4 separate regions of the Mus musculus genome follow, and regions 1, 2 and 4 are each linked to region 3. The links are chromatin contacts, called in public Hi-C and promoter capture Hi-C maps. All regions are on one chromosome and are shown on one strand. Each heading gives the region's core, a stretch centred on a gene start, on an enhancer-like site or on the middle of the called end of the contact. The rest is flanking DNA. Distances are from core to core; before and after follow the strand shown. Region 1 holds the start of Lnx1 (ligand of numb-protein X 1). Region 2 overlaps Lnx1 (ligand of numb-protein X 1). Region 3 holds the start of Chic2 (cysteine-rich hydrophobic domain 2). Region 4 overlaps Lnx1 (ligand of numb-protein X 1).

Evidence for each region. Hi-C and Micro-C count contacts between places; a contact is called where the count stands out from the background. Capture Hi-C pulls out chosen DNA fragments and counts their contacts.
Region 1: a contact with region 3 is called in a promoter capture Hi-C map of liver. The contact joins the promoter of Lnx1 here to the promoter of Chic2 in region 3. A contact is called at or near these places in 1 of 115 datasets of contacts at active chromatin or transcription factors (pancreatic cancer cells) and 3 of 9 other capture datasets (adipose tissue, liver and pancreatic islet).
Region 2: a Hi-C map of liver shows a contact between it and region 3, with 2.1 times the contacts expected there. The contact joins the enhancer-like site here to the promoter of Chic2 in region 3. A contact is called at or near these places in 1 of 39 promoter capture datasets (hippocampal neurons), 3 of 484 Hi-C or Micro-C datasets (embryonic stem cells, liver and nephron progenitors) and 6 of 115 datasets of contacts at active chromatin or transcription factors (the NIH/3T3 cell line, embryonic fibroblasts, fetal liver and 3 more).
Region 4: a Hi-C map of liver shows a contact between it and region 3, with 1.6 times the contacts expected there. The contact joins the enhancer-like site here to the promoter of Chic2 in region 3. A contact is called at or near these places in 1 of 39 promoter capture datasets (hippocampal neurons), 4 of 484 Hi-C or Micro-C datasets (embryonic stem cells, liver and nephron progenitors) and 4 of 115 datasets of contacts at active chromatin or transcription factors (the NIH/3T3 cell line, differentiating embryonic stem cells, fetal liver and 1 more).

The regions. Positions count from the first base shown.
Region 1 is chr5:74,701,002-74,707,328 of GRCm38.p6, reverse strand. It overlaps Lnx1 (ligand of numb-protein X 1), which reads left to right and starts at 4,426. Exons shown (of 11, transcript NM_001159577.1): 1 at 4,426-4,537. Gm15984 (a long non-coding RNA gene) reads right to left here and starts at 4,857. Exons shown (of 4, transcript XR_001784879.2): 1 at 4,657-4,857.
Region 2 is chr5:74,621,316-74,627,716 of GRCm38.p6, reverse strand. Lnx1 (ligand of numb-protein X 1) reads left to right here. Exons shown (of 11, transcript NM_001159577.1): 4 at 217-369; 5 at 4,033-4,235. Among named protein-coding and RNA genes, the nearest start is that of Gm32304, 23 kb to the left of the region's middle. Within about 2 kb of position 2,871, at least 10 of the 459 cell types and tissues checked have an H3K27ac peak or open chromatin away from gene starts, as enhancers often do. A contact at or near this core is called in hepatocytes and liver, where this site is marked.
Region 3 is chr5:75,040,556-75,047,434 of GRCm38.p6, reverse strand. Chic2 (cysteine-rich hydrophobic domain 2) reads left to right here and starts at 2,794. Exons shown (of 6, transcript NM_028850.5): 1 at 2,794-3,255. The coding sequence starts at 3,137.
Region 4 is chr5:74,638,925-74,645,357 of GRCm38.p6, reverse strand. The region is part of intron 2 of Lnx1 (ligand of numb-protein X 1); the gene reads left to right. Among named protein-coding and RNA genes, the nearest start is that of Gm32304, 5.5 kb to the left of the region's middle. Within about 2 kb of position 4,272, at least 15 of the 459 cell types and tissues checked have an H3K27ac peak or open chromatin away from gene starts, as enhancers often do. A contact at or near this core is called in liver, where this site is marked.

The DNA of each region.
Region 1 (6,327 bases), core at 3,177-5,676, 340 kb after region 3:
CCCAGCCTCGAGTTCTGTGAGCTTCCTAATGCTTCCCACCTGCCTCTGCAGAAAATGAACATTCCAGGATCCAGTCACAGCAAAAGCCCCCAAAGAGTAGGAAAGCCATAGAGTAGTAGCCCAAAACGGAGAACACTGCCACTCTCAAAGCCAGCCTCCTGTCCTGATCTGACCTCATCTCACCTACCTGGTGGCTCCTCTAAATCAGTTTGTACTGCTGCCCTTCCACACAGGTCCCCACCACACATGACCTATAGCATCCCTGCCCCCAGCCCTGTGTGAGTTGTCCTTGCCACCGTCTCCTCTTCCAGATCCAATCATGTTCCTTTTGGCATGACGATTTTCCCAGCAGCCCTGGCTACACCAGCTCCCCCACTTCCTCTAGTGTGCTGTCAAAGCAGGGCTAGAAATGATTTGTTCTTGAGGGAAAGGGTTAACATCAACTGCTAGCCCACCCAGAGGTATAGTTGGTATATTCCAAGCTGCTAATTTTTTATTTTATTTTATTTTTTGCTTAGGGAGATGTAAAAGAAGTCAGCCCCTCCTCCTAAGGTCTCCAGGGCAAAGTGAGGTATGATTTTACCAATCTTCACTCTGGAGCCTATGAGTTTAGTAAGTATACTCACAGGGCTGTGGGGATTATGGGCAGGAGTGTGGGTGGCCTTAACACAGCCACACTAGAAGTCTACCAGCTTGGGCGAGGAGTTCCCAATGGACCAATAGATGAGAATCCTTCTCCCTAGACCTTTCCAGCCTATGTACTTCTAGCCCCTCCCTGATGTCACATGCAATTGAGGTGGTGAACAGCTGGCTAGGAGGAGGTTCATACTCTGGAGCCTCCCCTCCCCCCACCCCAAGCCCTCCTCCCGTGAGAAAGCATCACAGTCAACAAGCCAAGCTGCAGTGATCGTTTGCATACCAACGCAGCTGAATTCATGAAGATGGTGGCAGTTTGTGACAGTCCTATATGGCACAGGGTTACCTCTGAGCCCCAGAGCACCTTAGGGTTTCAGCAATGACAAAGAAATGGATGGGGGGAGGAGGCTGCAGAGAAGCAGTATGGGTCTACTATTTGCTGATGCTGATGCCTAAACCACTCGCCTTGGAAGTAGTGTATAATGCAAATTATTCTTGCATTATCTCATCTTTTCAGCTGTGCATAGATCATATTAGGCTTTCAAAGACATTTCTGATAGAAATGACCATGGAAGATGTCATAGGGAATTACTTGTCATTCTCAAGGGGACCCTCAAGCTGTCCTTCACTCTTGAGTTTGGGTTGATATGTCTCCAAACTATAAGTTCAAGAGCACCCTCAGAAATGATATAATGTCCTCATGCTTTTCATATATCCACATATACAGGTACATAAGAATAAACATCTCACTCCTATCTTTTCATATATAAACCAGTTGTTAATTAATTTTGCACCTCAAGTTCTTTCTCAGACCACACTCTTGCTTCAACCCGGCTTTTCCTTCAGAATAATGCACAGGTAAGAGGCTAAAGTCAGCCCGTCATGGCGAAGCATGACTGGAATGCCAGCCCTTGGAATTGAAGGCAGGAGAATCAACAGTTCAAAATCAGCCTCCGCTACAAGATACTGTCTCAGAAGGAGGGGGCAGGGCAGGACAGGGAATACAGCTCAGTTATACAAGGCTTGCTTCGCATTCAGGAAGCCCTGGGTTCAAACACCGGCACGAAATAAAGCCAGATGTGGAGCTTCACGCCTGTAGACCCAGTACTCAGGAAAAGGAGGCAAGAGAATCCAAAGTCAAGGCTGTCTTCATAGATATAGGGAGTTTGAGACCAGGCTGCACTAGAGACCCTGTCTAGAGTGGGAGAGCGGGGGTGGGGGGTGGGGAGTGGGAGAGAGGAAGAAGAGGGAGAGAGAGGTAGATTCACATTTAGGACCTCACCCAGTGAACACACCATTAGAATCTCCCTGATTTCTTTTCACAGTTTAGGAAAGGCCCTGTTTACAAACTGCCCTAGTTCTGCCACTCGCTGTGTGAGTCAAGTTCCCTGCTTCTCTGTACCCTGGTTCCTTGTCCTGTTGCGTGTAAATGATGTCAGGAGCTGACATTGGGGTTCCGGTATAAAGTGCTTGGGGAGAGTACGCGGGCCTGGCAAGCTCTTGCTGTCTTTCTTACTCCGTGTTCGCTTTAGTGGTCATTATTTCTGTCTGCCTCCCCCCACCTTACCTTAGAATCTAAGACTTTGTTCAAACACAACAGCCGGAATGAAACAGTGGAGTTTATACTGAACTTGGTTTTAGTCTTTAAAGAATAGGCTACATTCAGCTGCATAGAGAAGCCCTTCTCTTGGCTAACCATATAAAATATCCAGGAGTTTCTCTTCTCTTACACAAGACACCTGAGCCTTAGCTCCACTCCCAGTTTAATGCTGATCCACTTCCTCTATTTCCCCTCTCTCTCCTAAGTTTGTCTTTCTTTCACCAGGCTATCCGTGCAAGTGGCTGTGTGTTTGTGAATACAGCCAGAAAAATTCCCATAGTCTAAAGGCCTTCCTTCAGCGAAGTTCTGTGCGCGTTCATTGATTGCACATTTTATGCAAATATATTTCTCCTGTGCCTCTCTGCCCAGGGTTTCTGTGCCTGGAAATCTAACTGCCTCTCCAAGTCAGAGCCAATCCCCTTGGGCAAGGTGAAGCTTGACTGACAGCACAGAGAGGGCGGAACTCAATGAGGGGCGTGGCTTTCTGCAAGCTGGCTAGCCTTGGTCTCCTCCTACCCCCGGGGACACGGGGACACGCTGTCTCAGGAAGGAGAAGCTTTTGTCTTGCTGGGCTAATAGTACTTCCTCCCACCCCCACCTCCTGCCTCGAAAAACCTGCACTTGAAAGGTTCAACTACCTTTATTATCTTCCCACTCCTCAACCCCCAAGCCCCAACCCCCTCCCCCTCCCTCCTTTTCGAACCTTTTGCTTTTATCGGTACAGGGTAGCCACGCCTCCCTTAGTTTCTATTGGATAAAGTAGCGAAGAGAGGTGTGTGTATGTGTTTGTTTTAAAGAGTCCCAAGCTGCTTGGTCCCAGATGGATGCGCTGTTTAGGCCTGTCTGGGGTGAACCAGTGATTTGAAGTTGCCTCCTGCGCTAACTTCATCTTCCTTCTGCTACCCTCTCCTTTTACTTTACAAGGTACCGAGTGACAGGGAGCCAGCTACCAATGTGGGCACTCAGGGAGAAGGTGCTTTTTTACTATTTCTAACTCTAGCTGTCCCCTAGTCCCGCCCACAAACCACGGCTAGGCCGTGAGGTGTTAGAACAGGCGACTTCTACAGTTTCAAGATCAGGAGGGGGGAAAGATTTTCAGCAGACGTTTTCTTCGTTAGGGGACCAAAGTGTGCCTGGACCAACCCAGGAGAGAGAACTCCCCAGGGTCCCCAGGTAGCACATTCCGAACAGTGACTACATCTGCGAGGGAGGCTGGCTGCGAGCCACAGACACACAGCAATTCAACAGGCTGATGGGACAAGATGCCACAGGCCTTAACCAGCAGGCAGGAATCCTCTTAGCTGTCACTCAAGTGCCAGCTGAGTCGTGCCATTAGCCTGCTGGAAAAGCTGAAGCAAGGGTGACTTGTCCAGGGTCACACACCAAGCTTGGGACCAAAATAGCCCTGAGTCCTCTTCCCTATCTCTCCCTGCAGACAACATGGCCTTAGTAAGGCGCTATCATTCTAACCTGAATCATTTAAAGTACTCCTAATTGCAGGCCTACTGTGGACTGTAACCACCACGTGACAGACAGGCCGAGGTAGGAATGCCTGAAGTTTTACCAATGCCTGAATCTATTATTAATATGCTGGGGACCGCGAAGGTGTTTGGGAAATGATGCTGAAAGGTATCAAAATTAGATTTTTTTAAGTAGACTTAGGTCATCTCTGGTTTGTTATAATATTGGGACAGAAAAACACTAGGAACTCAAAGGGATGTGATTCAGAAAGGCGTTAGTGGGGACAAGTCCCAGATATGGCTAAGTCTTCACAACCTTTTCCTTCCCCCCCCCCCCCTACAAAAATCCCTGTCTCCTTCCAGTGTTTAAACTTCCCTTTTAATTCTGATGTTGGCAGCTGTGTGGGCTCCTGTGAGCCTGGAGGGGAAACAATATCAGGCATACAAGATGGGCCTGGGAAACAATCAGGCATTCGCATTCAGATCTGTACACGGGGCTAGACACGTGCTATGCTCAGAAAGGAAAGTAAATTCCACTTGGCAAATTGCTCTAACTGATTCATTTGTCCTCTGAGAGACGCCACCTACCTGCTCCAAGGTAGTCAGGTAATTGACGGGGGCGGAGCCTCTGGGGATGTTTTAGTCCCTAAGGTCTCAGCCAGACTTCCGTGATGTCACAGATTTCCTGCTCTGAACCAACCAATACCCTTCTTCTTCCTCCAGCCACCTGTACACCGAAGTTGAGACCGGTCACAGCTCAGGCGGCCCTAGACGCTTCTGGCACAGGGATGGAGGCTGGCTGGTCACTGCTGCTTTGAAAGTCCCAAACATCTTTGAACAGGTGAGAAGAAACTACTTTTTCCTCTCTTTAGACCTCTGGCCCAAAAGGGATCTGAACAAGGAATCTGAATTTAAAAAAAGAAAAGAAAAGAAAGAAAAAGTAAAAGAAAGACCACTTACTGGCTCAGTCCAGAGTAACACTCTGAGAGTAGAGATGTCTGCGCCAGTCTTACTCCATGGCCAGCAACGTTATCTCGGCCAGATATTTAATCATTTTTGTTTCCTGATTATTAATCCGGCCTCTACTTGTTGGTGACGTTGATCTGATTCTTTTTAAAACCCCTGAGAGAAGTGAGGTGAGATGCTTTTTGAAAGTTAGTTCAAATGTGCAGACCAGTTCAGCCTGTTTTGTGTGTGTGTGTAGGGGGTGGTGTGGGGTGCTGGGGACATTCACAAAATTCAGATTGTCCTTTTTTTTTTTCTTGCTTGCATTCATGTCATCTGAAGCAATTTTGATCCAAAGCTGTAATACTTCCCTAGGTCTTGTTGTTTACAATAGAAAGTCAATACTAAAGGTAATAAATTCTGGCTCCCTATTTATAAGCTTTCTTCTCTCTCCCTCTCTCTCCTTCTCTCTCTCTCTCTCATAAAAATCCTTTAGTTTCCTTTATTTGTGGAAAATATTTAGCAGTCTGGATTAGAACTGTTTACCTTCAGGCCAGATAGGTTGCCTGCTGACCTTTGGCTAAAGTAAAGATTACCCTTCAAGGCCACAAGAATGTAACGCCAGGCCTGGCTTTTGAATTGTTGAAACTCTCTTGTTGTTTCTATCTTTTCTATATTAATAAATATATGGAAGAGGCTGCTCTGCTAGGACCCGACTCTAAAAGTAATTGTAAATCCTCAAGGACCCATATTTATTTTTCTAATCCTGACCACATAACCTGCTCTCAACGAGCCTGAGAGACCCACTCCACTAGCTAATATTATTAACAAGGGCAAAGAAACAAGTCCCCAATCTGTCTTCTTATCAACTTAGCTGGGAAGCTCCAGGAGAGAAATAAATGAATCCTGAGACATTCCATTTTATAGACTTTGATTAGTCCCTTTCCTGGGTCTTAAATTAGCAGCGGGGTTTATAAGGAAATCATCCACTAGGAAATAAGCCCAGAGACAGCCCTCTAAAAAGTAAAAGAACATGCCAAACATCCAACTGTACGAACGCACTGCCCTCGAACGGCTGCTTCTTGCTGGTAAGTGTCTGCTTTGTGCTTGTTACTGGTTTCTCTCTGACTCTTGGGAAGCTCGTAGTCTCTTTTCTAGCTGACCTTTGTGCCCAGTATTGTCCTCTAAGCTAGTGTGTTTGCAGAGTGACTGCCGTTGATGCCTTAATAACATTCTCAGTTGATTCAGAGGTTTGTGAGCAAGGTGAGAGAAGGACTCCCCATAGCCTGGATTTTGTACGCCATACATTTGTCTTTGATGTTCCAAACCTCTGCAAACTTTCACCCCTTCTCCTATACCTGGTTAATTAGTTATTTTTAAAACAATGGACCTATTATTAAATAACAAATTGTTTGATCATTGTCTCTAACTGCATAGGAAAATAATATTATGTTTTTATTGCCCCCAATTCAAGAAAAAGGAAAAAAAAAAAAAAACCATGACAGGGCAGAAATCAGAGTCCAGTCAGTGTCTAGTACAGGGGTGGGGTAGCTTGTTGGATAACTTGCAGGTGTTCTCCCTGAGAAGTTGCCATGACAACTCCACTAGTTCAGGTGTATACCAGTGCGATTAGGAGATTTTACATCCTTTAGCAAATTACTGAACTTCTCTGGACCTCCATTTCCT
Region 2 (6,401 bases), core at 1,622-4,121, 420 kb after region 3:
TCCCAGTTCATACGCTTTAGACCGAAAAGATTTCTTTTTTGCTTGTTTTGAAGCAACACCTCACTCTGCACCAGGGCTGGCTCTGGCCTCCTGAGCTTCCTGGCTACCTCCTGAGTGCTGAGATCACAGGCACACAGCAGCACGCTTAGCTAGCAGATGGTTGCGGTGAGCCTGTGCCTCTCATCTCCATTGATCTCTCTCTCTCTCTCTCCTCAGCACGGCCCTTTGAGCGCTCCACTATGAGAAGCCGGTCTTTCAAGAAGATCAACCGAGCTCTAAGTGCTCTCCGGAGGACGAAGAGCGGGAGTGTCGTTGCCAACCATGTTGACCAGGGCAGGGACAACTCTGAGAACACCACTGTCCCCGAAGGTAAAGGGAATCTCCACTGCACCCCGAGGCTGGCTGTAGGCTAGTTTGCCAGAGTCACTTGAGGGATGGTGGTAGCCTGACCAATGTCCACCCTCTGTGACCTCTGTCTTTCCAAGGGTACATAGCCTTGAGTGACCTCCTCATTTGAGTAAGGACAGGGACTCTTGGTTTCTTTGTTGTCTTTTTACACAGGTGAGGAAAAATTCGTCTGTTCCTGGGCTCCAGGTGCTGGCTTAATGCACATGAAAATAATGATTATAGTTAGAGTGTGAAAAGCATTTTACTTCATTCTCACCCAATGGCACTGTGCACAGGCTTCTGCTAAAACAGAAAAAGCCACAGACACTGCGAGTTCTATATAAACTGACAGCAAGTTAGTGCCTTTGTTTTGCCTATTGTTTTGATTTTCTTTTTTTAAAGAATTATATATATATATATATATATATATATATATATATATATATATATGAATGAATGAATACACTATAGCTGTCTTCAGCCACACCAGAATAGGGCATCAGATTCCATTACAGATGGTTGTGAGCCACCATGTGGTTGCTGGGAATTGAACTCAGGACCTCTGAAAGAGGATTCAATGCTCTTAACCACTGAGCCATCTCTCTAGCCCCTGTTTTGATTTTTCTATACTAATTTATTTATAGTGTGTGGGTGGAGGTGGCTGTGCACACCTACATACACATGTACTCACGTGCCACAGTGCATGTGACTCATGTGACTGTCAAAGGACAACTTGCAAGGGTTGGTTTTCTCCATTCACCATGAGGGTCCTAGACTGGAATTCAGCAAGTGCCTTGAGCCACTGACCCATCTTGAGGGCCCTTAAAAAGCATCTTAGACTGAAGCTGGCACATTGGCTAGACTAGTATTCTTAGTGTACACGTACCTACACACACACACACACACACACACACACACACACACGGTGCTCTAAGTGTTCTATGTGCTCAGACACCCCATGACCACGGCACATTTCCAGGTCACTGGTATCTCACTGGTGTGGCTCTCAAGATGCTCCACTGTCGACCTATTTTTCAGGAGCATATACCAAGACACACAGAAGTCACTCAACTTGTTCCAAATGACGACAGTATTGACCTTTGGGGCCACAAGAGAAAGCTGTCATATCTTAGTGTGCATATATGGTACATGTTTCCCAATATAAGTGGATCTGAAAAGACATTCTGTTCATTTCATATTGAAGCCTTTAGGTTAAATCAACATTTGTTTTCTGAGACAGGCCCTCACGTTGTAGCCTTGGCTAGCCTTAGAACTTACTGTGTAGATCAGGCTGACCTCAAACTTGCCGTGATCCTCCTACGTTTGCCTCTTAAGAGTAGTGGGCGTGCAAGTGTGCAGCAATCTGGTTCGTATGAAACTCTATAGTAAAACAATAACATGGAAAGTCACAACAGCTCTTCACGTACCAGCAAATGCTCTAAAGAGTCGTGTGTGTGTCAAAAGAATGAGAAGTGATAAAGACTGTGTGGTGGCACACGCCTTTAATCCCTGCACTCGGGAGGCAGAGGCAGGTGGATTTCTGAGTTCGAGGCTGGCCTGGTCTACAAAGTGAGTTCCAGGACAGCCAGGGCTATATAGAGAAACCCTGTCTCAAAAAAAAAAAAAAAAAAAAAAAAAAAAAAAAAAGACTGTCAATCCTAGTTCACAGCTAAGGAGAGTGATCCAGAGAGGTTAGGCAAGTAGTCCAAAGTCACACACACAAAACCACACACACACACACACACACACACACACACTGAGAGAGAGAGAGAGAGTGTGTGTGTGTGCAAGCATAGGATTTTAACTTGATGCTTCTGGCTCTTTTAACACCTTCCAAAACTGTCTTTGGGGTTGAAGGTTAAAGTCCCAGGTGTTTTATTTACTGTGCTTTGGAAAATTCATGCACAGCATCTGAGACTCCTGGCTTGGCTCTGCCGCTCCCACCACCACCACCACCACCACTTGCTCACCATGCTCTTTCCTCACGTGCCTGTGTGGCTTCGAATGCCTCCCAGCTACTGGCCAACCTGCATCCTCCATCTCCTTCCCACTGCCAATCTAACTCTTCACTCAGAAACAGGGATTAGAATCCACATGTGTCAGTCAGTGAGGACTGAAGACAAGAGTCCCAATGTCCTAGTTCAATGTACAGAGAATATTCTTAAATCCTACAATCTCTAGACAAAAAATTTTGATCGAATTCTTTCAGGTCCTGTCTAGGACAATTTTGGCAGTTTAAAAACGTTTTTAACCCTTCAAAGCCACAAGGATCTCATTGGTCTGGCTCTAAGGGACATCATTTAAGAGTGTGAGGCTGGGCATGAATGTCTCTTCCTCTGCATCCTAAGTGTCTGAGCTACACAAAAGGAGCCACTTCCCAGTTAGCCTAGGCGTGACTTGTTCTCAGCAGTTGGTGTCCCCTCTAAATACTTCTGTTCCAACTGAACTAGAAAACAGTGCCAGTCAGTGCTTCTGCCAGTTAGTTCTTGATCTCTAGGGCCTGTCCCTGTGGATTTTGACCTGGCTGTGAACATATGATTCCTGGGGAACTATTGAGGCCATAAATGTGCTAACCCTCAGAAGCCTGGTATTCCTCACCGACTCTGAGGCCATATTACTCCACAGCTTCCTTTCTGCACACACACACACATTCATAAAGGACTGTCTGTCACTGTGTAGCCTCAGAGTGACCTAGACAGCTACTCTGTGTCTGCCACAGCCACAAGGAGGGAGCTAAGACGTGACTCCTGGAGAAAGCTGACTCAGGTCAAATACTAAGGTTAGGCAACAGTGGCTCACTCAATCTTTGATCTTCTCTTTAGCACTGAGGTCAGTGATCCAGGTAGATGAGGAACACGTCTTAAGGAGACGGCTGTAAGACCATGACCTTGGCCTCTCCGTGCCTGTCAACCAGGTCTTTTGACTGCTGTGATTGACAGCAGTATCTGCCAGAGGGCTGATGACTACTGGGGCCTGAAAAGCAGAGTCTCAGATCTTCCTAAATGACCTCAGCAGAGGACAGAAGAGCAGATTCTATTTTTGTTCCTGGATAAGAAAGTAATGAAATCACAGTTCACTCCCTGAAGACATCAGTTCATTAGTTCGTTCCTATTCAAGCAGTAAGCATCAGCCGGAGGCTCCAGTGTGTAGAGAGATCTGTGCACAAAACCATGGGACAGCCAGAAAGTGCCGCCTCCACAATGTAATCAGAGTAGTTTAAACATTAATTGAAACAGTCTGTCAAATTAACATCGGGAACAGCCAGGTTAAGACAGCTACATGAGCCTGATAGCAAAGCCAGTTGCCAGATTATGGAGTCCAGATCGTGATATGAGAGATGGACACAGACAGCAGTAATGGAAGGCTGGATGCCATGAGAACAGTCTATAGGAATCGTGTGTTTAGTGACAATGAGGAAAAGAGAGATTGGGATAGAGTTGAATTGGAATTATTTTGTGCATGCCTTGAAGGAAATTCTGGGTTTCAGCCCAGGATGAAAAACATTCCAGTAGAGAATGCTGGCACCAAGGCAGGAAAGTGGTGCCACACACAGGGAACTGTCAACAGTTTAGCTTGGCATTCAGAGTGGCTGGAGATGCCCGTGGAGTAGATGTCTGAAACAAATACTGTTTCTGTCCATTTCAGTCTTCCCAAGGTTGTTTCACCTGATTCCAGATGGTGAAATTACAAGCATCAAAATCAACAGAGCGGATCCCAGCGAAAGCCTCTCCATAAGGCTGGTGGGGGGCAGCGAGACGCCGCTGGTCCACATCATCATCCAGCATATTTATCGCGATGGAGTGATTGCCAGAGATGGACGGCTGCTGCCAGGAGACATCATTCTCAAGGTGCCCATGAGGCGTGAGCTTGTAACCATAGGCTACAAGATTGTGAGCTGTAGGCTGTGCGTGGCACATAATTTAAGTCCTTAAAGGTTGGATGGGTAGGTGGGAAGAGCGATGGATGACTGGCGAGAAGATGGGTGGATAAGTGGGTGCATAGATGAATAAATAAAATCCTTCAGAGCCAATTGTAGTAGATGGGCAAATGGATGTTTAGATGGATGAGTGGACTGGTGGGTGGATGAATGGATGCGTAGCCGGGCAGATAAGTGGATGGGTAGATGACAAACAGGATAAATAGAATGAAATGAAGATAGATACTTTCTTTCCACAGTTACATTGATGTAAATCTCCTATGAAGAGTTCTAGTATAACACTTCTGGATCTTTCACTCTTCCCCCATCTCTCTATTTATAATCACTTCTCTTTGTATCATTGTATCTCTCTTCTCTCTGTTACTGTATCCCTTTCTGTCTTCTCTGCCTTTTTCCCTTCGACTTTGTTTCGGTGGTCCCTCTTTTCTTTCTCCAATTCTTACTTTTCTTCTCTTCCTCTTCTTGATCCTTCTGTGGCCTTCCTTTTAAAAGAAATATTAGGAGAAAATAAGATGGCGCATAGATTCTTTCTTAAATTATAAAGCAGATTAATGGGAACTGTTGTATTTGATCTAATTGTGTTCAGATGCCTTTCTGAAGAAAATCTCCTGTGGCTTAATGGCCACAGAAGTCGCATGACCCAGAGGCATTCCAGGGGAGGCAGGAGTGGAATGACCTGGCTTGGGCATACTGTCCTCTGAGGCATGGTTGAGAAGAGAGACTTTCCAGAAGAATTTTCTGGACAGAAAGGAGGGGGGTGGGGTGGGAGACTGTTTATCAGACAGATGTCAAATGTGAGCCAGCAGGACTAGAATTCCCTCCCTATGCCTCTACTTCTTATCTGATACTCAGATAACAGCTCCATCCCACCCTTTGCAGGCAGCAGAGGGACAATCCCTGTCTCCGCATGAGCTGTTTGTTTGGCAAACTAATTGGAATAAGAGGAGAAATAATTGAAACCAGTTACTGTAGAAATGTTGACATTCCCACTGGTGGCTGGGATGTGGCACAAGCAGGGCCCATCACTTTAGTGGGCCACAACCATCAGGACCCCAGTCACAGTGGGAGGTTTTTCTCCCTGCTCCCATGGGGACTACTGCCTGGGAGGGCTGCATAGGAAAGTTCTCTTTGTTGGCTCTGAGCTGGAGGCCCTTGCAGATAAAAGGAATGCCAAGAACTATCACCAGGTGACCCTGACTTCTCTTGACCCTAGGAATAATGGGATGGCAGGCTCTGCCACCTTCCGGGCAATGTTCCCTTGGACAAGGGGGTGCCTTGTCTTCACTGAAGGAGCCCCATCTACCTCTGAGCTGGAGCAGGAGGTGACTGACCTCAAATAAGGCCAGTGTGCCTCTAACAATGGCTTCAAGTACAAAAAAATCGTAGCAAATTCTAGAAACTGAAGAAACGTCTTGCTCGTTGTGGGGCCCTTTCCTTAAGCAGCGCAGGGCTGCTGGGAACTGTTTCCTTCCAGGGCAGTGACAAACACTGGGGCTACAGCCTCCAGGCTGGGCCTGTGGAGCCAGGATAATTAAAGCCAGAAAGTCAGCTGCAGCAGCAGTCCGGGAGATTATCAGAGGCCTAGCTTTGGGATATTTAAGGAGTACGAGAGAGTGGCCAGGCTTTCAGTAAATAGCCTTGAATGTTCCTTTAGCATTAATTTGTTTGGAATTATTCAAGCCCCAGGCATCCCTGTATAGTTAGAACCCAGACAAAGGATCTTGCAGACATCCATCTTGATTGGGTACCTGGCATTCCTATAAGTACACTGTCACACTCACTCACACCTACAAATACACACACAGGCACACTCAAGGATACTGTATCATACAATGGCACCCTCACACACACAAGCCAACTCACAGGTACTGTACCATACAATAACACACATGGGCTCAGGCCCACTCACACATACTATGTTATACAACATACACACTTGGGCCCACTCACACATACTATGTCATACAACACACACACACATACACGGGCCCACTCACATTCATACTCTAACATGCAAGAGCACACACACACTCACATAGATAATATAATGTGAAAACACACTCAGGCACATTCCCAT
Region 3 (6,879 bases), core at 1,545-4,044:
CCAGTTGATCTGAAGGAACATGTGAACGTGAGGAGCATGAAGAGGTATACAAAAGAAGAGACATGTTTGCAGGGGTGTGTACTGTGGGCACAGGAGAGGGGGAACATTTTGACAAAGACTGGTTCATACTCAGGAAAGGCGGAGGGAGTCATTTGGCAGGAAGCAATCCTGGAGTGTTGGGGGTGGAGTTTGGAATTATGATGTCAACTATTATAGAGAAATGCTTGACTCATCCTTCCTCGCCCTCTTGGCCTTGCTCCCAGGTCTCGAGCCCCTTTACTGACACCAGCAGGTTCCCCCCCCGCCCCCCCAAACCGGAAGAAGAGTCAAAAAGAAAGAAAACAACTAAAAACAATGACTTCTCTTCACACCTCGGCAATGGGAGTCAGACCGATCTCTCTGTCGGAGTCCAGCCAGAGTGCTCCTCCCACGCAAAGTCAGTGCTGCGAGAGTGAGCTTCTTGCCAGTCCTCTGCCGCCTAATTAACTCCCAGTGTTCTGCCGGCAGTGCCAGCCATGATCCATCTCCATTCAGAAAACATTCTTGTAGGTTCTCCTCTGAAGACGGATCTGTGGAGGGTGCTGGAGAAAGAAGGGGCTCTTCCAGTTTCTTCTGTCCTTGGAAAGTTGTCAGCTGGGTGATGCTCAGCGGCTGTGTTGACTGAGAGGTGGATTCTGGGTTGTACACAGCATGCAGGGTGTGGCCCATGACCGAAACAGACCCATTTTCCTCCTCCTCCTCCCTCATCCTTTCTGCAGCCACTCTTTGAATGTGGCCACTGGGCTCTTGATTACTGTCAAGGAGGAGGCTCAGGAACTCTCTGCAGCCAATGTGTTGAAGTTGAAGTCCTGAATGAGAGTATTAAATACACACATACACACGGGATCAAGAGCAAGTTCACATAGGGTCTCTGAAACTAATAATACTTCACGGACACTGAAACATTACACAATGCCAAAGGAACGTGGTGATCTTCATGGCAGAGAAGCGGGGAAGAATCAAGAATGTTTCCTGTTGTGACTATATATCCCTCTTCTAAGCATTCCACGTACATCAAGAGACTCTGTCAAGTAGCCCAAGGGATAGGTACTATTATATCTATTTTATTTTAGAGACAAGGCTCTATTATAGCTCAAACTGGCTATATAGAGTGATGTTCAATGCCTAATTTTCCTGTCTCCATCTCCCACCTGCTAGGGTTTTATAGATGTGTGCTACCACGCCGCACTTTTGTCTTCCTGTGACAGGTCAAAGACCAAGAGGTTAAAGGACTTGGCCAGGGTCCCATAGGAAATGATAGAGGGCGATTCAAAGTCAGCCTTCAGAACTACCAAGTTAAGCTGCCTCCTGTGTGTATGCTCCATTGGAGCCTTTGACATACCCTCTGACTCCCACCCCCCTAGAGAATTATGGTTGCTTGCCTTAATGACAGAAAAGTTACTGCCAGAGACTGTAACATACATAGTCGCGCGTGCACGCGCACAGACACACACACACACACACACACACACACACACACACACACAGCTGACCACACAGTAGGTTCAGTGTTTATTGAATGAATAAATCTGGGAAAGCATAAGTCTGACGCATCGACTATTTTTCCCTGCCTAGCTCACTGCCCTTTTTTTTTTCCCCAGATCTTTCCAGGATTAAGTTGTCCAGCATTTTCCACTCTCATGTTAACCTTTGTACGTTTTCTGCTTGGACAAAGACCCGTAAACGAACTTGAAGGATGCGAACACTGCGTAGAGAACTGTTTGTGGACACTGGGTCCAGTACAACTCCTCTTTCCTTTCCAGACCAATGAGGAACTCTTGTTACCCCATGGTCCAGTTTGCCGTAGGAGTCCAGTTCTGTTCCTATGTTGTTTGGATGCTTGGCAGACTCTTGATTGTGAAACCAGGTCCAAGGTGATCCATGAGTCCACTGTTCCTCCCTTCCCCCATCCCCTCTTGTGGAGAAAACATTTTTCACTAGAGAGACGAAGCATACAACTGCAACTTCTTAATTGGAACACAGAGAACTTGTCAACTTTGTTAGGTAGTATTGATGGTGAGATTTCTTGTTAACAAACAAACAAACAAACAAACAACCTGGGCTAAAAGGACAGAATATTTGGCTTTGGAGATATTTTGGAAAATCAGGTAGGACAGTAGACAGGAAAGCACTGTTTGCCGGGCAGTGGTGGTGCACGCCTTTAATCCCAACACTTGGGAGGCAGAGGCAGGGGGATTTCTGAATTCGAGGCCAGCCTGGTCTACAGAATGAGTTCCAGGACAGCCAGGGCTACACAGAGAAACCCTGTCTCGAAAAACCAAACCAAACCAAACCAAACCAAACCAAACCAAACCAAACCAAACCAAACCAAACCAAACCAAACCAAACCAAACCAAACCAAACCAAACAACAACAACAAAAAAAAAGAGAATGCACTGCTTTGTTAATCTCAAGTTGGCAAAGTCAACCAACTCTGCTTCGCATCGTGGACTAAAAACGTTTTATTAAACCGGCAGTCAGATTCTCTGGTCCGGCCAGGGGCTTCGCCCGCTGTCGTTGTTTGGGCTACAGATTACTCCAGCCTGGCTCTAGGAGTCGAGTCGGGGTCAGCGCCCCCGATCCTCACAGACGCCGCCTTCCGGGTCGCTGACCCTGGAGCCGGAGGGCGGGGCCGCGCCGGGTGGAAGCGGAGGAAGAGGCCGGCGTCCCGGGAGCGCGCGAGACCGTCCGCGTGAACGCGCCCGCCCGCCCACCCGCGCGCCCGCGCCCACGCCCGCGCCCGCCCGCGCTCCCGGGAAGTCTCGCGATGCGGTAGCCGGCTGCTCCTGCTGCGGGTGGCTCGGGCTGTTGCTGTGGTTGCCGGAGTTGCGGCGGCGACGGCGGCGGCGCTGGCGCGGGCGGCGGCGCTGGCGGGGGTGGCGGCCCCGGCGGATGTTGACATTGTGTTGTTGTTCCTGCCCACGGTAATGGCGGCGGTGGCGGCGGCAACGGCGGCGGCCGGGACCAGGTCTCCTCAGTAGCCGGAGCCCACACTGCCGAGCGCCAGCTCCGCGGCCTCCGCGCCCGCCGCCTCACCAGCCGTTCCCCGCGGCCGCCCCAGAGCCAGGGCCCCGGGCGGGGGGCTCGCCGGCTCGGGATGGCGGATTTCGATGAAATCTACGAGGAGGAGGAGGACGAGGAGCGGGCCCTGGAGGAGCAGCTGCTCAAGTACTCGCCCGACCCGGTGGTGGTCCGCGGCTCCGGTCACGTCACCGTGTAAGGCCCTGCGAGGGCTAGGACGAGGACGGGTGGCGAGGCGCGGGCGGGGTGGGCCCTGGGACCCCTGGGGGTCCTCCTTTTCTTAAACCCCCGTCCCCGGTGACTGGCGCGGGACGGGGGCCTTGGGGGAAGCTCCGGCGATCAGGAAGTGAGAACTTGCTCTGCTTCCATTTGTTTAGGACTCCCAAGTGGGGACAGACACTGCCTCCCCTCCCTCCCACAGCCCCGGAGCAGGCCCCGTGGCCCGCGGGGATGTGTGGGGTCCCAGCCGGGAAGATGGCTCTTTAGGGTCTGCCTGATGGGCCATCGGTACAGGCTAGAGGTGCACACACTCACACACACACACACACACACACACACACATCTTGTGGGATCCATCTTTGTAACACCCCCCACACCCCCGTTATTCTTTGGGACTCTGCCTGACTTACAGCCTATTGACATATGGCTCAGAGGTCAGATCTGAGGTGTTAAGATCCCAGTGGCAGTTGGTAAATGAGATTCACTGTCGTGTGTCTATCACACATAACACGTAGGGGCTTCCCAGTTCCTCAAGAGTAAATTTCTGCAAAACTGATTCGAGTTGCTGTCAATTATGTATGATAGAAGTATACAGGTGGACGGAAAAAAAGAGGAGGATACATCTGTTTACAAGGAATTACAAGTACCGAGTTTCCTGTAATCCGGTCTGTTTTGGGACACGGACCTAGGTTGGCTTCTTTGATAAGGGCCCCTGTAAGGTTTATTAGCAACATCAAAAGTCCCAATATTATTCAAACAATAAGGGATGAAAGCATTCTGAAAGGTCGTGACTAATAAAGGAATGTAGACTTGGGGCAAATAATGAGTTGTCCGGAAGAAGGAAGTTTTGTAACATTTCCCTGATAAAATCCGGAGTTTGTACAACTTAGGGTATTGATACTCCTTTGCAGCTGCTATCTCCAGTTGAAAAGTCATCGCTCAAACTTCCTGTACTTGCATATCACTTTATCACTGATAGAAAAAGGCAGCGAGCCTGAAGCTGTCTGGAGCGCTTGTCATTGTTTTTTGGTGTAGGGTGAGTGGGGCGTGCTGTGGGCAAGGCGGTCAAACAGTGAGGCTCCTCAGAAGATCGGCCCTTGTGTAGTCATCCTGACTAGCCTTGTTGTTGTTGTTGGGGTGTGCTTATGTAACACCTTGGTGTCTTCGCACCTGTTAACGTGTGCATTTAGGTGATTTAACAGGGTAAAAACACTGCATAAGCATTGTTTCAGTACCTGGATAAGGAGATGGGACTTCGCACCATAATAACTGCTCTGTTTTAACTGTCAACACAAACTTAATTAAGGAATATAGCTAATTATGAATAATACAGTTTAAATGTATATCATAATGCTTTTAGTGTTATAACCTGCTATTTAATTTTTAGTTTAACTCTTAGGACTTTTTTCTTTTTCTTTTGAACTTAAGGACTATGGGTGCTTTTAAAAGCAATTACAAACAAACAAAAAACCGACACAGTGATAGTCCCAGTACTCAGGAGGCAGAGGCAGGTGGATCTGTGAGTTGCAGACTCCCCTGGTCTTCAGGGCTACATAAAGGATTTCTGAACTTTTTCATGTTGTCTGTGGTCATCCTTAAACTCCTCCTGTCAAATCAAAGCTGGCAGAAATTTATTTGCAGAGGTTCAGCTAGGGCTGGAGATGTAGCTCAGTGTTAGAGTGCTTGTCCTGGGTTCAGAGTAACCAAATAAGGTTCAAGTGCAGTTGTCATGTCTCTTCTGTTCAAGAAGAAGAAAAGCTAAACATGTTGTTGGGAAATAGAATAGTCAAAGTGCTCAGATAGAAAGTTGGATTGTAGTTGACTATTTGGAGTGGTTAACAAGTGTGTGAAGTAATTATTAGTGGTCTTTTCATCTTGTCTTTCAGAATCACCTGGCTTGTGCTCAGGAACTACTAGCCTTTATTATTATAAGCATTAGAAATAAAGTACTTCCATTTGCAGGACTAACAGTCATTTAGTCTAGTTTATCTGCCCATTAAGATCATGTGGGGAGCATCCGCTGGTGTTCCAGCCCTCTTTTTCCAGGCCAGTGGCCACATATGAGTGGAGCTCTTGTTCATGAATAGGCTTGGATGGGGTTGGAGGAAGGTCTTGGAGGTGGTTTTGATTGTACCTCGGAATCTGCTGCAGACACTAGTGATGGTGGTGTTTGCCACCTTTGCAGGAAGCCTTAGTATGTTTGTGACCTCCCTTAGACACTTCTGATAGGTAGTAACCTTCCTCTGCCACTTTTATATAAATCAATCACTTGTGTCTCCTCAGTTCACAGGATGACAGCTTTAGTTCATACCTTTCCAGATTAAGGGGTGAGATAATGTATACAGAGAATACGTGAGTGTGTGTCTTGTGCTCAGGAAACACTAGCCTTTGTTAGTTATTACCCTCCTCAGGTGGCGCTCTGCTTTGAGAAACATTTGTGTAAAATATAGATTAAGAATTCAACATTGCCATTTTCAAACCAAACCGTGGTTCATTTAGCTAATTCTCTTTTTACTTTGAACCAACTTTTGGTCAGCAAAAGCCAAACCCTGTTTTGTGGTGATACAGAATTCTATAATAATGTAAAGCTTATGTATGACCATCATGCATAATGTTAGGCATACTAGACTATGTAGCCAAGTTTGCACCTACAAGAGGCTTTGAAATTTGTGCTTATATGTTATAACGGTTTCACTTTCCTTTTCAAGTATAATCGGAAAAGTGATTAATAATTACAGTGAACCATGGGCTGGAAAGATGGCTCAGCAGTTAAGAGCATTTGCTGCTCCTACAGAGGACCAGGTTCGGTTCCCAGCACCCACATGGTAGCTTACAACCATCCATAACTCCAATTACAGCAGGCTCAACAAAACACTCATACACAAAGATAAAATAAACAAATCTTTAAAAATTAAAATTATAGTAAACCACATAAGCTTACTTCTCTTTTTGCTAAGGAGTTGGTTAAAGCATTTCTCCCTTTTACTTTTAAAGAAACAATATTATAAATGGTTACAGTATTGTCTGTCTGTAATCCAGGTCAGACTGAAAAGATTCAGGTCTGCCTGTGTGCTTGCTTTTGCAGTTGAGCCTGTCTTGTCTTGTCTTGTCCTTTCTTTTCTTTTCTTTTCCTTTCCTTTCCCTTCTCTTCTCTTCTCTTCTCTTCTCTTCTCTTCTTTCTTTCTTTCTTTCTTTCTTTTTTTTTTTTTTTTTGGTTTTTCGTCTAATTTTTCTTAATAAGCTCACTAGTACTCTAATTTGAGAAATCATTTTATTCTTTTGTGATACGTTCTTTCTAGATATTCTAGATGAGTAATGTTTTTTATTTTTGATTTGCATGTGCTAGGAGAAATCTTTTGAAGAAACATATTGAAGAAAAAACCATTTATGGGAAAAGAAAATTATAAATTCCCATGGTTTCATACTAAATACATACCTATAACTTGGAAGACTGGAAGAAGAAAGAAGTGGCAAACTTACTAGATACTGCTGGTCAAACTGATTGATACTCTTTATTGGAAGGGCATAAGCAATGTAAAACACACTGACGTAACTGATCCGTATTTATAGACAGTCACAGCTCAACATACTGCTGAGTCT
Region 4 (6,433 bases), core at 3,023-5,522, 400 kb after region 3:
ACGAAAGCACCTGAACACTGTTTCCTGGAGAGTACCTGGGTCAGTCTTCCAGGTTCAACACTGACACAGAAAACCCATGAACTGCTCATGCACCCACACCATCGGACTTTATATAAGCCACATTCAGAATTGCATGCAGTGTCTGTAGCGATCCTTCCTTAATTTATGTCAAGAGTCCTGTTCTTCAGGAGATGGCTATAGTTAGTCATCTGGCTTGATATTGTCATGAACAACTCACAATAAAAGAAAGGACTAACGTATTCATAAGAACTTACAATATCTGGAGGAGTTCAGTTGCAAAGGATGCTGACACCAAGTTCCCTCTTGGGAAGCCCTGCATCTCCGGCTATGTTAATGCCATGCAGTTTCCCTATGGCTATGCTAACACCATGCCGCTTCACAGCCTGGTCTCCTGTTTCCATTCAAAAATGAGCAAAAGTTTTACTTGAGTAACTCAGAAGTCCCTGATGCCCCCCTCCCCCTGCCAAATCTAGGGACTCCGTTTCCTCCTGGGTCGATTAAAGTGTTTGACCCCATTGATTTCACTGTAGTTTCTGGTGACAGATTTTGGTCATGAACAAGGTTAATAGTTAAGTTGGGAGATGGGTAAAATGACAAGTTTAAGTTTCAATTGTGTGTTTTTCAATGTCCACTGCTGTTCCCTCCCTTGGGTTATGGAATCCCTCAAAGAATTGAAAAAAAAAAAAAACCAAAGAAACAAAATCTTTAAATGGATTAAAGCTTAAAGGGCAATCTCGGTAAAAACAGAAGCCAGGACCACGTTTAAGAATGAATCCAGGTCACAGTTTTGAGCACTGGGTGTTTTCTGGACACAGTATGGGAGTTGCACATATGAATTCACAACATTTGAGATAGAGTGCTTGGAACCTGTGCAGGCTCAGGCCAGACAAAATTCTAGCATGGAGAGAGGAGGTAGGCTCCAAGTCCCACCCCTAACAACAGCTAAGGAGCTATTGGCAGCTGAGGGCTGATGTTTGAAAAGGGAGAGTCTGTTTCTTAAACAGTGTACACCGTGATGGGTAGATCACCCTCCAGTGATAGCGTGGAAGCAAGAGTTTGTGGGCAGCATACGCTGTACTTACATAAAGGTCATGAAGTTGAGTAGGTAGGGAAGATAGGAATGGATGTGGGAGAAGTGGGGGAGGAGGTAACCATGACCAAGTAGAAGTTATTTAGAATGTTATTTCAATTTTTCGTGCAGTTTTTGAACAAGGACTAGGCTGACCAGTTTTCACACAGGTAATTACAGTCAAGATTCTAATTACTGCTAATTACTACAATATTCCCACATCGCCCTTCAACAAGTGCTTCAACAACGAAGGCTGAGAGCCGACTGCTTACTGATGCTTGATATCGTTCCTCTCACAGATCTCAGGCTATCGAGTATGCTTAGATTCCATAGATTCCAAAGTCATTCAAGATAAAATTAAAAAAAAAAACTTTAATGTGATTTATCTTAAGCCCAGAAATATCACTGGGTTTACTAAGATGACCTTTTAATGTAGCTCCTGAGATATATAGAAGTTTCAGAAATAGGGGCTGGAAAGATGGCTCAGGGGTTAAGAGCACTTGCTGGCCTTATATTGGACTCCATTTTGGTTGCCAGCACCCAAAGTGGTCTTACAACCACTTGTAACTGCGCTCCACATAGACATAACATAATTTTGAGGTCACGAAATGCGATTTGCAGAAAGAGTACTAAGTTTCCGTTAAAAATGTTGAGAAAGAAAGGAAGTTCATTGAGCAAACAGAAACTGTTTGGGAAGATGGAATTTTTATTCAATTTGTGCAACAACAACAAAAAAAAAGACTTTAGCACAAAAGAACCAAATGTCTTCGTGGGGCACATTGACAAACGGGGAGGAAGAACGCAATTTCTCAATATCCAAGTGTCAAGTCCTGTGCTTTGGAGGGTCTGTGACTTCCAGCCTGGAAAGTGTTAGACAGAGGAGGCCTTTTCGTAGTTACCCAAGGAGTGCCACGTAATGGATGTGAGGGAATGGAGGAATGGTTTTGAAATGTCATCTGGAAATAATTTCCACTTGAATGCCATGTCACCTTCTCCCATGTCTATCTCCACACGGAGCTGTGACCCCTCTGCACAGCCCCTGGGGTTGAATGGACTTCACAAAAGCACAAAGACCCAAAAAAAGACTCCTGCTGACATCTGGGTGCCCAGGCTATTTGGAAAGCCCATCAGAAAACCACAGTGGTCAGGCTGCCTTGATTCCTGTTACCCCAAAAGCCGTTTCCCATCAACCTTGAAGTAAAAAACATTTGATCCGTAGTCCAGTTCCCAAAAATGTGCTATTTATGTGTGTGTATGTGTTTGTGTGCGTGCGTGTGTGTGTGTGTGTGTGTGTGGGTGTGTGTGTGTGTGTACATACGTGCATGTGCATGCTTGTGCATGCTACAATATTAAGAATTAAACATAGGCCTGTTACATGCTCTGTGGTCTCTGCCCCGGACCCACATCTCCAATCCTCTTTGCCATTTATTTTGGTTTTATTTGCTGTTTACTTTGATATTGGGTCTCGCTCCCTAGGCCAGGCCAGTTTGGACTCCCTCATAGATAACGCAGAACCTATTATCCTCCTGCCTCAGCCCTCTGAGTTCCTGACATCACAGGCCTATGCCTCCAGGGGGAACTCATTTCCAAATGTTCTATAAGTAACCAAGTAGAACAATTCTCAAAGGAACCAAAAATAGCAGGGACTAAAGTTGGGCAAAAAGCTGCCCTCCTTCCCTACCCCTGCGTACATATTCCCAATCCCTAAACAGTTTACAGAAAACCCTCATTGTCTGTAGCTTGGGACTCTCCAGCTCCCCTCCCCCAAAATGTCCAGGAAGAGAAGTTGATGACCTCAAAGAGGCCAGAGAGTCCTAGGATGGATAAACTGTCTTGACATCTCTATGAAGAATTAACCTGGCATGTGGACTGTGCCCAAACCCTCCACCATCCCTCATCAACCTCTGTCAATTGCACATCTGGTTTGAGCTTTGGAATTCTTCCGAGGCACCCCAGGGAGCAGCACACATATTTATCAGACTCCCCTGGCTATCTGCTAGGCTTTGTCTAAACTAAACAGGGAGTTTATTCTTCAAGTTTCTGGGAAGTACTGGAATTGCTTACAATGTAGAGCTGCAAAGGTTGCTGTAAAAGAACATATTGAAGCAGCCATTGGAAGGAGGGACATTTTGGACATCCGTCTAAGAGAATAGCATCCAAGCGAGCATGCACTCGGAAGCATCTGAAACCAGGAACTCCTCCACCACATCCCTAGCTTCCATTAAATCTTTGGGCCAAAACATAGGAAAAAGGGGGACTATGTACTACTGTCATTGGTAAGAGCATCCCCTTGGGGTCACAGCCCTGATTTCACACTGTCTGCATTAAACAAGGTAGCCAGCTCATCTGGTATGCCCAGGACTGACCACTTTTTAGATGATAATTCTGTATCTCTGAACCAGGTTAGTCCCGGGAAAACAGGGACTGCTAGTCACTAGAGGTTAACCATGACCTTGGGCAAGCTAAACTGTATATTGTTTCCAAATCTGCAAAAAAAAAGAGAGATTGATCAAGCTTGCCTGACAGGTTTTAACAGGGGTAAATAGGTTAAGTGTAAGTGCTCAGAACTGAGCCGCCTTCAGGACAATGAATATTGCTTACTTTGTCATAGACAAGTATGCAGAGGATTTAGGTCAAGATAAGAATCCCAATACTATGTCTGGCTTCCAACTCTTGCCACTGTGTTGAATCTCGTTGTCTGTACCTGTAAAGTGGGGGTATAATATCTCCCAGTTAGGACATTGTTGAATAGGCTAAACCCCAGTTCATGCCTGTTATTAAAAGCACTAATCTAATGACTGTCATAAGCACTGTCATGAACAATAGCAAACAGGGCACACTGGCCAGCATGAGCTACTTGCAGTGCCTCCTCTCTTGAGAAAGCCTGCTTTCAACAGCGAATACCCTGCCTTATGCATGCAAGAGAAAATAAAGTCTGGAACTAAAGAGCTCCCTCTAGAGGCAGAATAAATAACCCACCTAGCAGTGCCCATGAAGCCCAGATAGGAACCTTTTAAACTTCTGCTTCTAGGACGAGGAGGCCAAAGCTATTCCCAGAGATAATTAGGTTATTTCTGGAGATGGGGATCGTCAGTGAAACAGGAAGCCCAAGGGCATGCAGGGACCTAGGATGTGCACTCTGCTGGCAAATGGCCCTGGTGACAGGGCAGAGGCAAGGACACAAGCTGTGTGGTGCTTGTGGCTCGTGTCTCTCGGCCTCAGGCCTGAAGGCACTGGCTTGATGAGAGCAGGCTACGCTTGGCAGATCACGCTGCCTGAGTTCTTCTCAGCAGCCACCCAGTGGATGATACAGTAGTAAAGAATAGGATATACCCAAGAGCTGCTTCTAGATTTCCTTGGGTCTCCCCTGCTTCTTGTGTTCCAAGCACCTCTTGCTTATCAGCCACCCACGTGCATGGCATCTTACTGCCCTACTGTGCACACCTCAACCAGAATTCCACCGTCCTCTCCAGGGACCAGCTGTGTGATCCTGGGAAGGTTCTCTGTGCCTGGAGTATACCAGTGTTTTCCTCATAGGGCTGGTGTGAGGACTGAATGGATCAATACATGTTTCACAACATGCCTGGTCCGTAGTGCATAGCACGTAGCATAACTGTCAGTGTGAGTTGCCCCAACTGTTGATGATGAATTTGAATTGTGAACTGAGGTTCAAAGGATCAAACACAGTGCCAGAGCCATTTACATGAAGGGAAAAGAGGTCCAGTTCCTCTCTGTGCTTCTTTTCCTCCTCACTCCATCCCTCAAATAGAAACTGGCCCCGTTCAGAGACTAGCCAACCGTATCTCAGGCATACAGACCATCTTGGGTAAACTGAGTCACGCGTGCCTACTGAGGTTGGCATCGGACCCTTCATTACCTGTGTGAACTCTATCCTGAGGGCACCTTGTCCCTCCTCACACCCCATGTCCACCTGGGAGCCCCAGGCAGCTAGAACGCAAGTCCCCATCTCACATGGCTTCTCAGCTTGTTTGAAAATTTTCCTTTCTGGTGTTCATTAACAAGGGAACTGGGTGGCTGGAGAACTGGGGACATTTTCCCCCAGCGGTTTGGAGGCAGAAGAGAGGAAGTGATCCAGAGAGGCCATGTGTGGCTGGTGGGGAAGCCTGTTGGCTCTTTAAGATGAGCTCCATCTAGGTTCAAATTTATTCTCTCCCTCTAAGCTGACTACCAAGAGTACACTTGCCCACTGATCCTGCTTGACTCCTTAACTCATGCCAGCCTCACCCAAGACTACACATAAGCACCAACGCTTATTGCCGACATGGTTTCTGGTAGCAAACAAGTGACCCTGTGGTCCCATCCCACATGGAATGGGAAAGGAAGCATGGGGTTTAGCCTAGAAGGGGGATCAAGAGAATGTTAAGAGTAATTTCCAGAAAGTTCCTGGAAGGGGGCTTGTATTCAGGACCAGAAAGCTTGGAAACTAAAGCAATCCTGTTGGTGGAAACTGCACTGTTGCTTGAGTCTCTTCCAAGTATCATGATGAGAACTAACCGGCAGGGATGGGTCTCACTGGGGGTGGGGCGCGCGGGGAGGTGCTCAGGAGCCTCTGTGGGAGTGTTCGGAGGATGATGGCTGATGCACTTATTTTTATCTCAGACACAGTAGAGATGTCTAGTGTTTTCCATTCCAGGACTTGTGAAATATTGCCATATATTTAAAATATAGCCTGCCTCCTCCCCCACTCCAAAAAAAGGATTAAGGCAGCTTGCAACTATTAAACCGTGTCTAGTCAGCACAATTAGAAGCATAAACAGAAAGTATCTAAAAACAGAAGGAAGAAAAAAATAGCTGTTCTCAGCCCCCCCACCCCATCCCCCGGAGCTGTTTTAACACAGCCTGTGACACCCTGTCTGCCTGCACATTGCACACGCCAGTGAGGGCTGAGTGGTGATCAGGGTAAGCACGAGTTTGCTCTCTTGAAAGCTGTGATCTCTGGGAGAGAAGGGACAGTCATTCAAACGGGAAACGCTGGATGTGGCGGCACAGGCTTGTAAGCCTAGCACATAGGATGCTGAGGCAGGAGGATCTCACGTTCCAGACTAGCCTGGGCTACATAGTGAGAATCTATCTCAAAAAACATCAAGGGAGGAAAGGAGAGAGGGAGGGAGGATAGAAGGAGCGGGCAAGGGAGGAAGGAAGTGGGGAGAAAGGAAGGGAATGGCTGGCTGGCATTTGGCAATGGCAATCCTGTGTAGGCCAATGGTCAGAGAGCCTGAAGAAGTGACTTTGGGTGGAGCACCTGTCAGCTTCATTCCTTCTGCCCTCTCCCTCTCCAGACTTAGCATCAGACTTCTCTGTGCCTACTGTCTCCAGCCCCAA